Linked DNA regions of Mus musculus: all the other regions are linked to region 1. Evidence: chromatin contacts called from public Hi-C and HiCAR-type data. All regions are on one chromosome and are shown on one strand. The core of a region is the stretch at or near the end of the contact, and the rest is flanking DNA. Distances in the headings are between cores, read along the strand shown. Region 1 overlaps Astn2 (astrotactin 2). Region 2 has its middle 200 kb from the start of Gm23950. Region 3 has its middle 150 kb from the start of Gm23950.

Region 1 (4,596 bases), core at 946-3,445:
ATGACACATTGTTATACACATGTAGCTAAATGTTATAAAATGCTACTTAATGTCAAAGGTTTCTTTAAAAATCCCCTGATCAAACAAACCTACCTATGCATCCTGTTAAAGATACTATCCATTTACTAATCAAATAATCAATAGAACTACTCTCCTTTGATCAATAAATCCTTAGGTTTTTCCATTCATCATCCTCTGTAAGTGGTTTTAAAAGGTAACAATTCAGGCTAAAAACAGCAAGACAGCGGCAGTGTAGAAGTAACAGATGACCCTAAGGCCTGGCTTTGCAAAAGGAGGGTGATTTAGAAATCATTTGATCCAACATTTTTTTTTTTTGAGCGGACAGGGAAATGGAAAACAGACTAAGAAACGGGATCACCTTTAGGTCCCATCTATAATTTTTAAGAATGATTTTTTTTCTCAAAGGTTGTGTCATGTCTAAGTTATGATCTAGATGAGAGTTACAGCAGGGAAGAACATTAGCTATTCCATTAATTATTCCTCTGTAGACATTACAACTGTGAAAGCTAAGTTTCTGATCCAACCCCACCCTGTGGCTAAAGTCATCTTTCCAAAAGGCAAACCATGTAGCTGTTTCCTGCTTTAAGCTCCTCCGTGATAATTCCCTACTCTTAAGATAGAAATCAAAACTATTCAGCCATGTATATAATATGAGGTCTAGACAAGCCGCTGCCTCTCTAGACTAATCTTACAGTGCCCCAACTCATTTTCCTCTTATCTGCTGCCATGACCTTTAAGTTCCTTGCATACACCCTATGTCTTTCTCTCAGTTCAGGCACACACTTAGTCTCCCTACAAAATGCTTCCCTTCCATCTCCTCCCGGGTGACTTCTATTCATGACCCACATCTTAGTTCAAATGTTAATTCCTCAGAAAAATCTCCCCAAACTTCCTATACCTTTAATGTATATTAAGGTTTCTTTTTACAGATTCGTATTGCACCCTGACTTCTGTAACCTCTGTCTCAAAAATGTAAAGTCCAGGAATGAAAATACAGGATCAATTTTTGCTGATGTTCCAGATCCACCTCACATAGTTCATGATCCATGATAAGATTTTAAGCACACTCCCTCCTACCCTCTGCCTCCAGGTCTAGGGATTAATCTAAAGGTCCTTCCTCATGGTAAGCAAGTACTCTGCCACTGAACTATATACCCCAAGCACTCTTTGTTTGATTGATTATATGTTTGTTTGTTTGTTTGTTTGTTTGTTTTTGAGACAGGGTTTCTCTGTATAACCCTGGTTGTCCTGGAATTCACTCCGTAGACCAGGCCCATCTTGCACTCAGAGAGCTAACTTCCTCTGCCCCCTAAGTGGTAGGATTAAAGGCGTGCACAACTGCCACCACCATATATGCCACCACCACCACCGCCACTGGGCTTTTCTTTTTCCTTTTAATTTGTGTTTTGAGCTTGAGTCTCACAAGTTACACAAGTTTGCCTCGAACTTACTTTGTAATCCAGAAAGGCCTGAATATTCCAATCCTGCCATTTTAGACCTTTAAATACTTGGGATTAAGGTTCTTTACCATTAGGCCTGGCTTCAAAAGTATTTTCAATAAATGTTTGTTGCATACCTAGTATGCCTGTATGCCCAAGCCACTGGCTAGATTTTCAGAGCAGCAATGAATGCAAGAGTGAGGACTTGGAGTCAGAAGCATGAGAAGTAATTAAGAATTCAGTAGAGATATGATCTCTTCCCAAAGAACGATTCCCCTTTTCTAAGGAAAGTGAGCAGGTAAAGCATGATTAACTTTCTATGTGTTCTGACCTCCTCTAGCTTTGCATGTGGGCCTCTGCATGGCAAGGATAGGAGAGCTGAGGAAAAACAGGCTGTCTATCTTTAACGGGAAAAAGATAAAGAGCATTTTTGAAGAGACTTATCCTCTGTTCACATTTCCCATCCCTCTGAATAATGCTTCCAAAATAGGATCATGTCTGGTTTCAAGCCCGGTTCAGTTCCAATGACACTACAACCCATTCATTTGAGAACCTGCCAAATGAACTCTCTTTTTTCTCCTCCCAAATTCCTGCTGGGTATTATTTTGTTGCCACCAAAAGAAAAAAAAAAAAAAAAAAAAAAAAAGCTTTAGTTGAAATGACAACTCCTTGTTGGGAGAGCAGCCAGAGCTTTTCGGCAGGAGGTGATGGCACCATTTGCCCTTATCCAGAAAACAAAACAAAGGCATCAGACTGAGGACTTCTGGGAGAGCCAGGGCTGCGCGGGTGTTTGTTCAGGACTAGGCAATGGTGCAGGACTTCCTAGTCAGACAAGCTTTGCTTTGGCAATGGGCTCTTACTTGAGGCATTTAAAGGCTCCGTGGGGATGACGGGGGCTCAAATTAGAAACATGAAAAGAGGAGGAAAAAGGGTGAGACTTTTACATCATAAAGAGTGGCCTTTCTTACAACAGTGGCCTTGCTTACAGCAGTGGCCTCCCAGGAATTGCTGAAATGGAATCATCTCTTAGGAGGCGTTATTGTGTCCTGTTGGAGAGAAGCAGTTTAATCCAAGGCCCACACCACACAGAAATCTGAAACAAAGGAAAAATACTCATCTGAAATGTGGCCATTGGAGTCTAGTCTGCTTCATGGTTCATTGTGAACGTTTCAGCCTAACTCAGCCCATGGTCCTCAGCGTGTCCTTGATATGTGACAGTATAAACTAAAAGTCCATGTGAGGATTAAATGAGGTACCTGGCACAGGCTACTCCCTCAGTCAATATGAGCTGCTCTTGTTTGCTGCTGCTGCTGCGCTTGCTATAATTATATTGTTGCTGTTGTAACCGGATGTTAACATTGAAATTTCTATTGATACAGCAAGACGTAACCGAAGGGAGATCCCAACATCAAGCCCATAGACACAGAACTTAAAAATGAATTCTAATTAGGTTTATAACTCTGAAAATCCCAGAAAGCATAAAGGAAGATTTTCATTGAGAGAACTATTAACTATTACCATGTTTGGAGTCTCTAGCATCTTAGGACAGACATACAAGTCCTATGACTTCTACCCCAACATTCTGTGAAGGATCTCTTGGAGTGCTACTTAGAGAATTTGGTACCTGTTGTCAGAAAGTGGGAAGAACAGTAGGCCAGGCTTTACCTTTGCCTGCAGCAATGCTAATGGCCTGTGTTAGAAGAGCAGAAAGGGATTGGCAGAGACACCCAGAGGATTCAGGGATCCTGAAACACTGCTTGTGTTTTCCATGGACAAAAGGAAAGGACAGCATCCAAGCTTTTTGAATCTTCCCTAAGAGCCTCTAAAATGAAACAACCAACCAGAAAACCAGTAACAAAGGTGGATCTGCATCAACCAGCCAAAGAGAAATCACAATGTCCCTAGTCTGAAGAGAAATCTTTAACACTGGGCATCACAGCAGAGACACTTACCCATGACAAAGGGGCTCCTTAAAAAAAAAAAAAAAAAAACTGTTGGAACTGGAAAGGGCAGAGTCAAACAAAGTCTGACCATCGCCGTCCTTAGTTTTCTCTTCTGTTTTGATCATGGAGGTAGAAGAGTAAGAGGTTAGAATTCCAGTGAAGGTCAGCGGTGCCCACTCTCAAGGCCACCACTGAGAGGGGCAAGGGCATTTGACTTGTCAGGTTATATATAGCAGATAGACTGTATAGCTGTACTTGAAAGCATGTTAGCAGTGCAAAATGATAGCCAAGTAGATGTGATCTTAAGTGATTTGTGACTGACCACATTAAATACTTTAAAAGAAGTATGGAAACCAGTACACACACACACACACTCACACACACACACACACACACACACACACACACACACACATGCACGCACGCATGCACGCGCACACACTCACATTTACCGACTTCTTTCAGTTTCTACTGTCAATGGAAATCCTAATTGTGACAGTACTTGCCACATTTGTAACTTATCTGCCATGCCAACATGGACAGCCATCCAAACTGTGGCAATTCTCAACCTAAGCGTCAGACTTAAACTAAGAGGATATGCTATTTGAATGCCTAGCAATATCCAAGCCTGCCCCCTGCTTAATATGCTAAAGCTATCGAACTAGCTAGGTAAAACTCCATCCCGGAGACTGTAGGGCATTATGGAGTGGGTTTTCATAAAATGTGTATCTGTGCTTTGTGCCATGTGTATGCACAATTGGGAAACAGAAATAGAAACAGCATGGTAGAGCCCCTGAAAAAGAAGACCTACTTTGTAGGTTTACAAGGTAGACACACAAATGATCCTCTCCTCGAAGCCATCTTGGCAGCGTCTCAGTGTAGGCACAGGCAGTAGGGCAGCTACAACAGAATGGCTTTTCTGAATTTGAATTCAGCTCCCGTTTTCTAGTTTGGAAACTTTGATCAGTTATTTACCTCTCTAATATGCTATTTTCTCAGCTTTGAAATGTTAATAATAATAGTTCTTATGCTTTATTATTATTATCTAGAGGGTTCACAGAAGAGTATCCATGACAAGTGTGTCAAAGGTGTCATCAAATCCATTCCCTTTGACTCTTCTTGGCTTCCATCCAGCATTTCTCATTTCTGAAGCAAATATGAATCACTAAGTCTCTTCTTGACACCTGCTTGGT
Region 2 (4,418 bases), core at 695-3,194, 950 kb before region 1:
GAAAATACCAGGCTTGTTTTGGATCAATGTATGGAAAATGATTGAGGTTTTGGTAGATCAGAATGTTGGTTTAGATTTGTCATTTATTGTTCATTAACTTAGGAGGGACCTAAAGACAAGTCTTTTAACACAACTGTGAGAAATAAACTTGAGCAAAGTCCCAATGTTATCAATCATCCTTGCAATGTTTTTTTGGTAGAACAAACGTTGCAATGATAAGTGTGTCACTAATTGAAATTGTAGATGTGATTACTAGAGTGCACATCAAAGTCAAAGCAACAATCATCATACTCTCACATGTCTAGCTCACAGCAGTGACTACTTATTGAGTGCTCTGTTCTTGGTATTAAAAATATAGCTATCATATCAACTTGTTAATTTATCTGTATAAACAGAAGATGTTTAGTTCTATTGAACAAACATCTAAATGGAGTCATAAAAACAGACTCTCTTAGCTCCTCCATCAATTTTAAGACCATGAGAAACTGCAGCTAAAGTCTTAAGGAAGATCTTTAGGACACTGATAAAATGGACTTCGTAATAGTTTTCATAATCTTTCTCAAAAAGACCAATTGCTCCTTACCTTACAGAATTGGAATTAGTATGATGGAGAAAACTAAACAGTAGCCACTAACACAGGGAGAAAAATAAATAATGAGCTTTCCAAAGGCGACTAGAGATGATCTTCAAAGTGACAGCAATCCCAGAACAAAATTATAGTCATCTAGCAATAGGAGGAACATACATAGATCATTTGATCTATGATGTTTTGGCTTGAGCCTGTCTCATCATACATCTACAGTGTTTTTTAATTCATCCTTATGCTCTGGAATTGTAGTTACAGGATGTCTAACCAGAATCCATGTATATCAACCATGACAGAATCTCTACAGTGCCCCTGAACTGTGGTGTGGAAGTTATTGTGCTTTAAAACATTTAGTGCTAGCTATCAGACTTACCTTTAATTGGTAAAATAGTTATCTTAAAACAATGCAGCACTACCAAATGGATTCAGAGACTATGTCAACACTAAATTGAAAAAGGCAGGATTAGTAGTAGTGTGGATTAGTTCTCTCAGAACCCATATTGACTTGCTTACTTGGCTGGTGACAAGAATGGATGGATTTTTTTTTTTTTTCGAGACAGGGTTTCTCTGTATAGCCCTGGCTGTTCTGGAACTCACTTTGTAGATCAGGCTGGCTTTGAACTCAAAAATCTGCCTGCTTCTGCCTCCTGAGTGCTGGGATAAAAAGCTTGTGCCTCCACTTCCCAGCTTAAGCAGTGATTCTAAAATACCTACCATCAATGTGAATAAAGGTTCAAGTCTTAGGATGGATGGATCTTAATATATGATAATGAAATAATGTAATATGGAATATGTATTGGCTTCAGTTATAGGTGTTATACCAGTTAAGACTTCATTGTTTTAGGAAATTATCATATTTCCTCTTCATGACTTTTAATAAAGTTCACTAGAATCATTTTGATTGTAGCTTGAAAGGAATCAGGATAGACATTCCCTATTTTATCCCAAAGCATATACCCCATTACCACTATTATAATTTCGTTTACAGGAATCTTTGCAACTTCGGTGAGGTATCATACAAGCATCTCACATGTTCTATAGACCTTGTAAGATATTTGCATGTTACAAGATGGGAAGAAGTACAACAAAATTTTAATTCTTTTACCTCAGTGAGATTTTCTATGGTTATAGGAATTTTTGACTGGAAACACAGTCTTCTAAACTGAAGAACATGAAACACTGCTTAATCTGTCATTTGTTCCTTATCTACTAGGCGTTACTTCTACTCCTTTAGAGTCTTAGAACACCTGAAATTTCTAACTTGAGTTGAGTTCATAAAAAACCACACAAGGGATGAGGGTGTTCTGTAGCAGATTAAGGTTTCTATGAAAGGGCCTCTGCCTCTTCTGCTACAGGGTCCAGCAGATTCAATGGTGCTTGAAATGTTGATGGCAGATAGGTACACCATCTGGAACCTTTGGCAGTTCTATATAAATGAATCATCATCGCTGCCCTTTGGATTTTGGAGCCGATCTTTGCTATTATCTGTAGATAACTTCTTTTCTTTAGAGAAACAACTTTGCAACTGTGGATGGATAAACCACTTCCTCAAATTCTATGTCATAATAAGAGAATATTTAACACAAGCTACCAAGATAACACAAAACCAGTTCTCCATCATGAACTATATAAATAATCTACCAAGTTATAGAACTGAACATTGGCAGAAGTATTCTGCTATCAATTGGAAATTGAAAGGGCTGAATATACCTGAACTTGTAAGCATTTTATATGAAATTAAGGTAAAATGTAAACAGTGTGCACCAGAGAGAAGTGTTTTCTCTCTTCTTTCCCCCAGCTCACAACTATAGTCTAATGAGGAAGTTCACTATAAGTTGACTCTTCTTTCATATATTGTTCTGTGTGATGTTAAAACTCAACATTAAAAAAAAATAAACAGAGCACAACAGCCCTTCTTAGACATTCTTGAAGAGGAAAGGTATATTAAAGTTCCCCTGGTGAACTGATTTATGATAATATACTTGGTTGTTCATGCTACATGTAAAGGAGAAATGGTCAGAGTTATAATGATATACTAACGTAAATGTTATAGCCAATGTCTTGGGTGATGACCATGGATTATTTTAAGGAATGCAAGTGAAAAATGTATGACTTAGAATTTGAGGAAGCGGTTTATAGATAGACTTCTTTGAGTGAACAACAAGGAAGAACATTCCATGTGAATGTTAACCAAAATGTGACCTCAGTGTAGGAGAATTCTAATAATCAAGTGGATAGAATGACCCATTCTGTGGCTAGTGCTCAGCATCTTTCCCAAGCCACTGCTGTCATCACTAATAGGCTGTGAACAAAGTAGCTGTGATGACAGGATAGAGGTTATGCATGGGTTCAACAACAAGGCTTCCATTCAGCAAGGGAGATTTGGGCTGGGCATGCAGTTGAGTGCTCAGTCTCTAGTAGGATAGAACAACTCTTAATACCAATATAGCATCATTCATTACAAGGGTTAGCTAGCTACCTGGTGGAAGGTTGTTTATATTGGACTATTTCTGCCACAGAAATGGCAATATTTTGACCTTCTTAGATCAGAAATCTGCTATAAATGGCTCTCTGCCTTGTCTATGTGGAATTATTCTGCCACCATCCATGGAGTTAGAAAATGTCATGTCTATAGTCAATGTTAGACACACACTTCACTCAAAAAGAAATATTGTAAGGGACTTACATTGATTGAATTTTTTTTTAACCACATAGACCAACTCTCTAATATCAGATGTCTTTCCAAAGTGGTGATCTGACATTTTTGCCTATGGTGTTTGATTCTGACTATCAAGAGAAATTGAACTTCGGCTCCATGATAAAGATTCTCTGGGGTAACTCAATACTGTCATGCTCTGTAACTAAAACCAATGGAAAATTATAAAGTTCAGTTTAGGTAGGCTTAATAATGAATTACAGCATGTATAAGTAAAGATTTAAATATCTCACTAGGAAAAGAGCCATTTACTATCATGTAAGGGAAGTGAGTGGTAAAAGAAGGATATTCATGAATACAATGTGACCAGACACAAAAATGCAAACTCTAAGTAGTATCATATGTACACTCTCCTTATTTTTCTGTGAAGATACTTGTTATGAATATATGTGAGAGAATTATATTACATAAATGTCTTTGCTTCCTCTTCTTTCTTATCTATGAGTACTATACCATAGGAAATACTATTGCTTTACATGCTTAAATTACAAGGTAAGATGTAACCTGATCACAAAAGAAGAAGCAATGCAAAGCCTTACACATCCATGGAGCTCCATTCAGCAACTGAATTATCTACATTAGTAGGTCACAAATATAAAGATAATGACCATTTTTATTCTTGGCCTGTTTTTTGTAACAAATTGTTGATGATAATTTTTGTTATTGTTGTTGTTGCTATTGTTGTTGTTTGTTTTGTTTCTGAATGGGTTTTCTGGGAGTAAAATAAGGTATTTCACGCATCTAAAAAAAAAGAAGAGTAAACTGGACTTCATTTACACTCCATATATATATTTAATTAATTTTTTTATACACTCCAGATTTTATCTCCCTTCCCGTTCACACTCTGACCGTTCCACATACCATACATCCTCCCCGTGTCTCCACGATGTTGTCCCCACCTGTAACCTCCATCTCTCACCTGCCACTCCCCCCAAACCCCACCCCACCATACTTCTCCACTCTCTGGAGCCTCCAGTTTTTTTTGTTGTTGTTGGTCTTTTTTGTTTTTGTTTTGTTTTTTGTTTTATTTTGTTTTTTTGTTTCTTTTTTTGTTTTTGTTTTGTTTTGTTTTTTTGAGACAGGGTTTCTCTGTATAGCCCTGGCTGTCCTGGAACT
Region 3 (4,511 bases), core at 757-3,256, 990 kb before region 1:
TACTCAGATTTTGTTAGTGGCTAATGTTCTCTCTGGTGTGCTGGGACCTTGTTTAAGTGATTCTAACTCACGATAATCTGAAAAGTTACAGAGGAGGGTGGTGAACTTAGGCTGAGGACCTAACTGTCACATTGCTTAACTTCCTGCTCAAATAATGTGTGTTTGATGGAACCCTGTTTAATGTCCATACATATCTTCAAATGTGGTTTCCTTGCCTTCAAGATTACACTTATGTTTCTAAGTTAACTGGAAAAGAAAATACTGTGTGTGTTAACCTAATTGATAACACAAAAATTTCCCCAAGGTATGAATTGCTTTGTCAATCAAAATAGTTTGAGTGGTTGCTTTTAGTGGAAGATGAAAGATGCCTTTAGGGCAAGTTAGAGGCTAGATGGTAAAAGAGAGAATTATATTGCTCAGCAATGAAAAGAAAAGAAAAAAAACAACAATGAAGGTAGGTAAAGAGGAACATATAGAAGTCAGGGCATACAGAAAGCAGAGCAAGGAACTCAAGTCTAAACTGCAGGCACAATTGAAGCTAGGAAATTTCACTAGGTTTTCTGAATAGTACATAATACACAGTACTGTTACTTTCCCAGGATAACAAAGACTGTTGTGCAATAACACTATGAACCAACCTGCAGACATGTTTATAAATATAGGAGTATCTGATTTGAAACCAGTGGTTTCTAGATTAGTTTACTCCTTAAGGATAGAGTATAAAAGGCTTCTCAGTAGCTGATAGTCTATAAATAGTAACTTCCAATTATAATGCGCAATGATCAATTACAGAGCTTGTATGTATTGACCATCAGCCACTCTGCTATGGTCTTCATATGCTTTGTTTCTCATAGTTCTGTGTGAAAAGTCACATATAGCATCCATCTCCAGTTTGCTCATAAAAAAGCTAGAAAAGATTAAATGGATGCCAAAGGTCTCCAAGATGAAAATACAATAGCCTTCAGTAGAACTCTGATTCCAAAATCCTACCTTTTATAATTCTTAACTCATGTATGATCCCATAGATTGTGGAAAGTTCATACTAGACAAATTTCTGTTTTTAAATGTTTACTTACTGTTTATTTTGTGTTTATTTCCTGTTTTGCTTGCATATAATGTCTATATACCAAGTGTGTACCTGATACTTGTGGAAGTACCAGATTGAGTTCCTAGAAATGATATAACTATCTCTAGCTGTAAGGAAGATACTTTATCTCACACATGCCTTTATATAGCACTTATGTGATCAGGGTTTCTTTCATGTTGACTTACAGTTTGCTGTTTTTTACTGTCAGTATAATTGGTTCTTGTTTATGAAAGGTCTTATAAAGCATGCACACGCACACACACACACACACACACACACACACACACCAACACCATGATTGGTTCATAGATTAGATTCCATAAGGCTATATGAAGTCAAATCTACAAAGAATCACTTTGGCCACTGTACTCAGTGTCTGCAGTGGGAAGGAAATATTCCTCTTGGAGCAGGTCTTGACTGAGAACAGGGTTGCCTCTTTGCATTTATTCATCATTCAGAGAATTGGCTAGTAGGGGGGACTTTCACACTCCTGTGTTATCTATCTCCATTTAGTGGAGAGAACCATAACGTGTCACATACACTACCTCTTGTTCTCCATATCCCAGCCAGCATTGCCTAGGAGACAGAAATAGCATTCATCGAAAGCCACAATTACCTCATTTCCCTGGCTCGTTGTCTGAGATGTGCCTTGCCTCATAGTGACTGTGTAGGGCCAAAAGTCCAGCAAATATAGCAAACAGAGCAGCTGCTTGTCCAAGAAATGGTCTTACAAACAGGAGAGAACAGCATGTTCTCTGAGCAGATCAGGACCCTTGGCTGTTTTTATGGGTGTTTTGGTTTTCAGGCCAGCAACAGCGTCTGAAAACTCCTGGGGATTTCCCAAGCACCATTCGTCAGGTGGCTAGGCTTCCTCTGACGTTGCTTGTGAGTGATGGGGTGCAGGAAGAAGGTCATGTACAAGGCCATCCAAGGGCACTTTCAGCATGATTGTGGGAAATGAGAGAGCTAATGCAATGTCAGAATGTTCAGAAAAACAAGAACTTTCTGAATAGTGCTTGGCACGTGTTCGATGGACATTCAAGAAGTAGTTCTTGAATGAAACACTGGGGGATTAAGTGAGTAGACTCCCAGCATTTGCATTAACGGGCACACATGCGATTTCAACAGAAGTGACCAATTGTGCTGGTTTGCTCAGGGTTTCTGAGGGTGTAGATGGGGCTTTGAGTGTTGAAATCAAGAAAATTCGGGCTAAACTCCTGGTATGAGTTTGTTGCTTCAATTTCAAAACAGGTGTATTGAAATCTGAAACATAACTTTCATCATCAAGCAAAAGCCCATCTTCCAGGAGGTTTGAATTTAATAAGGGAAACTAGACAGAGAAATAATTAATTATTGTATAAATGGAAAGGATGTGGCTTATTGAAAAAAGGTTAGAAGCTCAGCCTACCATAGCCCCTCATTTTCACCATTTCTTCAAACTAAGTCCCCTTTGATTTTTGCGTGGGTACACCCTCCATTAGAGGGAATACTGTTGTGATCCAGGCACAGATATTGTGTTACCCTTGCCAGTGACTGGTTTAGGAACAGGCACATAACATAATTTTGGACAAAAGTACATACAAGAAGAACTAATAGGCAGATTTCAGTGAAGGTTTCCTTGCTCTTAAGAAGAAATAAAACCCACCAAATTTCTTATCAGCCACTGATGGTATCAACATGTTACCCACAGAGTTTTTATAGATGTTTTAAATCTACTTGAGGAAGTTATACTAAGTGGGACGATGGGGGAGACAGGAAAAACCTAAGTTTTTAATGACGTTATTGAGTGACCAAGTGATTGTAACCATCTAACTCCAAAATTGAAAAGATTGCACGCTTGCCTTATTACTGAAATTATCTGAATTTCTGTTATGCAGTCAATAATATAATGGTCAGTTACACCCAAGTCCTCTCTGCCATCAGAGGAAGGCATGACATGTGCCAGGGGGTGTGACAGAGTGTGACAGAGGCTCATGGAGCCTCTCAAACTTACACTGTGGTATGGACAAAAACTGTGTTTCTCATAGACAAAACCAAAGGCCAAAATACAGACCTCACAATGTAGCTGTAGGAAAGCAGTTAGTGGCAGCTGCCTCAGGCATGTTTATGGTTATCATTAATATAACAGGGGCAGTGAGTACACTGAAGCAATAGAACATGAAAAACACTTGGGAGTTCCAGGTTTAGTAAACTTGACTGTCCCCACAGGCAACAGAGAACCAGTTATGGTTTCTATCTGAAATGTCCTTCAAAACCTCAAGTGTTAAAGGCATGTCTGCCAGACAATGGATCGTTGGGAAGTTATTGCATCACTAGGGCTCCAACGCAACCAGTGAATTACTTTGTTTATTTTGTGGAATCATGAGAAGGTGTCAGAAATTTCAGAGATGAGACACAGTTGGGTGAAGTAGGTATCTTTGAAGGATATATGCTGTCCCAGTTTTTCTGTCTTTTGCTCTGATTCCTGGGTGCCAAGAGGTGTGTACCTCCAGTCTTTAATGCCTTCTCTGCCCTTAGGACATGCTCATAACACAGAAAAACAGAAAGTTATGGGTCAAAGCCTTTGCAGCTGTGAGATAAATAAATCCCTCCTTTTAAGTTGTCAGGAATTTTGTTAAAACAATGAAGACCAATTAACATAGAAATACAAATGTATTTGAATGATTTGAAGTTTAAAGAAGTAGATATCAACTTTAAAAGTGTGTTTGAATAACCTGCAGAATATGTTGATGTGTGGTTTATAAGGTGTGACAAATGTAGAGTAGCCTAGAATTTTTTTTTCATTTTTATTGGCTATTTTCTTTATTTACCCTGATAACCCCTATCCCCTCCCCTCCCCTGTTTCTATGAGGGTGTTCCCCCACCCATCCACCAACTCCTGTCTCTCCATCCTCAAATTCCCCTACACTGGGACATAGAGCCTTCAAGGACCAAGGGCCTCTCCTCCTATTGATTCCAGACAAGGCCATCCTCTGCTACATATGCAGCTGGAGTCACAGGTCTATTAAGCTCCTCAATAGTTTGAAAGCATAACCATGTTTGGGTAGAAAAGACAAAGCTACTAAAGTTTGGAATACTTACATCTTGTTTATATGCAAATTATTTTAGAGTGTCAGTCTAGAAGAAATACTTTTTCTAAGCAAATGAATTCATTTTGATCCCTCTTCAGCCTACTACTAAAACAATTCAAAGTTATAATAAACTCTATGGGGCAAATGTACCAACTATTACTATTAACCACTACCATCATTATGAGGAATGTTGAAAAGAAAACATACAGAAGTTATTTTTCCAAAGCCAACCTGCATACTAGCTTCTGATCTGTAACTGGAAATAAGGTTTAAACATTCCTTGTCTAGCATGTCTTCCATGAAAACAACTTTAAATATTTCAGTAATACATACCCCTAAAAAATGTTCTGCCA

What was found. Hi-C and Micro-C count contacts between places; a contact is called where the count stands out from the background. HiCAR-type assays count read pairs that join an accessible place to other places.
Region 2: a Hi-C map of cerebellar granule neurons shows a contact between it and region 1, with 2.6 times the contacts expected there. The contact joins two enhancer-like sites. A contact is called at or near these places in 2 of 15 datasets of contacts at CTCF or cohesin (both in the NIH/3T3 cell line), 1 of 484 Hi-C or Micro-C datasets (cerebellar granule neurons) and 3 of 115 datasets of contacts at active chromatin or transcription factors (the NIH/3T3 cell line, astrocytes and embryonic fibroblasts).
Region 3: a contact with region 1 is called in a HiCAR-type map of fibro-adipogenic progenitors, with 8 times the contacts expected there. The contact joins two enhancer-like sites. A contact is called at or near these places in 2 of 15 datasets of contacts at CTCF or cohesin (both in the NIH/3T3 cell line), 2 of 484 Hi-C or Micro-C datasets (3T3-L1-derived adipocytes and adipose-derived mesenchymal stem cells) and 2 of 115 datasets of contacts at active chromatin or transcription factors (astrocytes and fibro-adipogenic progenitors).

The regions. Positions count from the first base shown.
Region 1 is chr4:65,584,931-65,589,526 of GRCm38.p6, forward strand. The region is part of intron 16 of Astn2 (astrotactin 2); the gene reads right to left. Among named protein-coding and RNA genes, the nearest start is that of Trim32, 18 kb to the right of the region's middle. Within about 2 kb of position 2,196, at least 14 of the 459 cell types and tissues checked have an H3K27ac peak or open chromatin away from gene starts, as enhancers often do. A contact at or near this core is called in cerebellar granule neurons and fibro-adipogenic progenitors, where this site is marked.
Region 2 is chr4:64,638,282-64,642,699 of GRCm38.p6, forward strand. No RefSeq gene overlaps it. Among named protein-coding and RNA genes, the nearest start is that of Gm23950, 200 kb to the left of the region's middle. Within about 2 kb of position 1,945, at least 7 of the 459 cell types and tissues checked have an H3K27ac peak or open chromatin away from gene starts, as enhancers often do. A contact at or near this core is called in cerebellar granule neurons, where this site is marked.
Region 3 is chr4:64,593,410-64,597,920 of GRCm38.p6, forward strand. No RefSeq gene overlaps it. Among named protein-coding and RNA genes, the nearest start is that of Gm23950, 150 kb to the left of the region's middle. Within about 2 kb of position 2,007, at least 35 of the 459 cell types and tissues checked have an H3K27ac peak or open chromatin away from gene starts, as enhancers often do. A contact at or near this core is called in fibro-adipogenic progenitors, where this site is marked.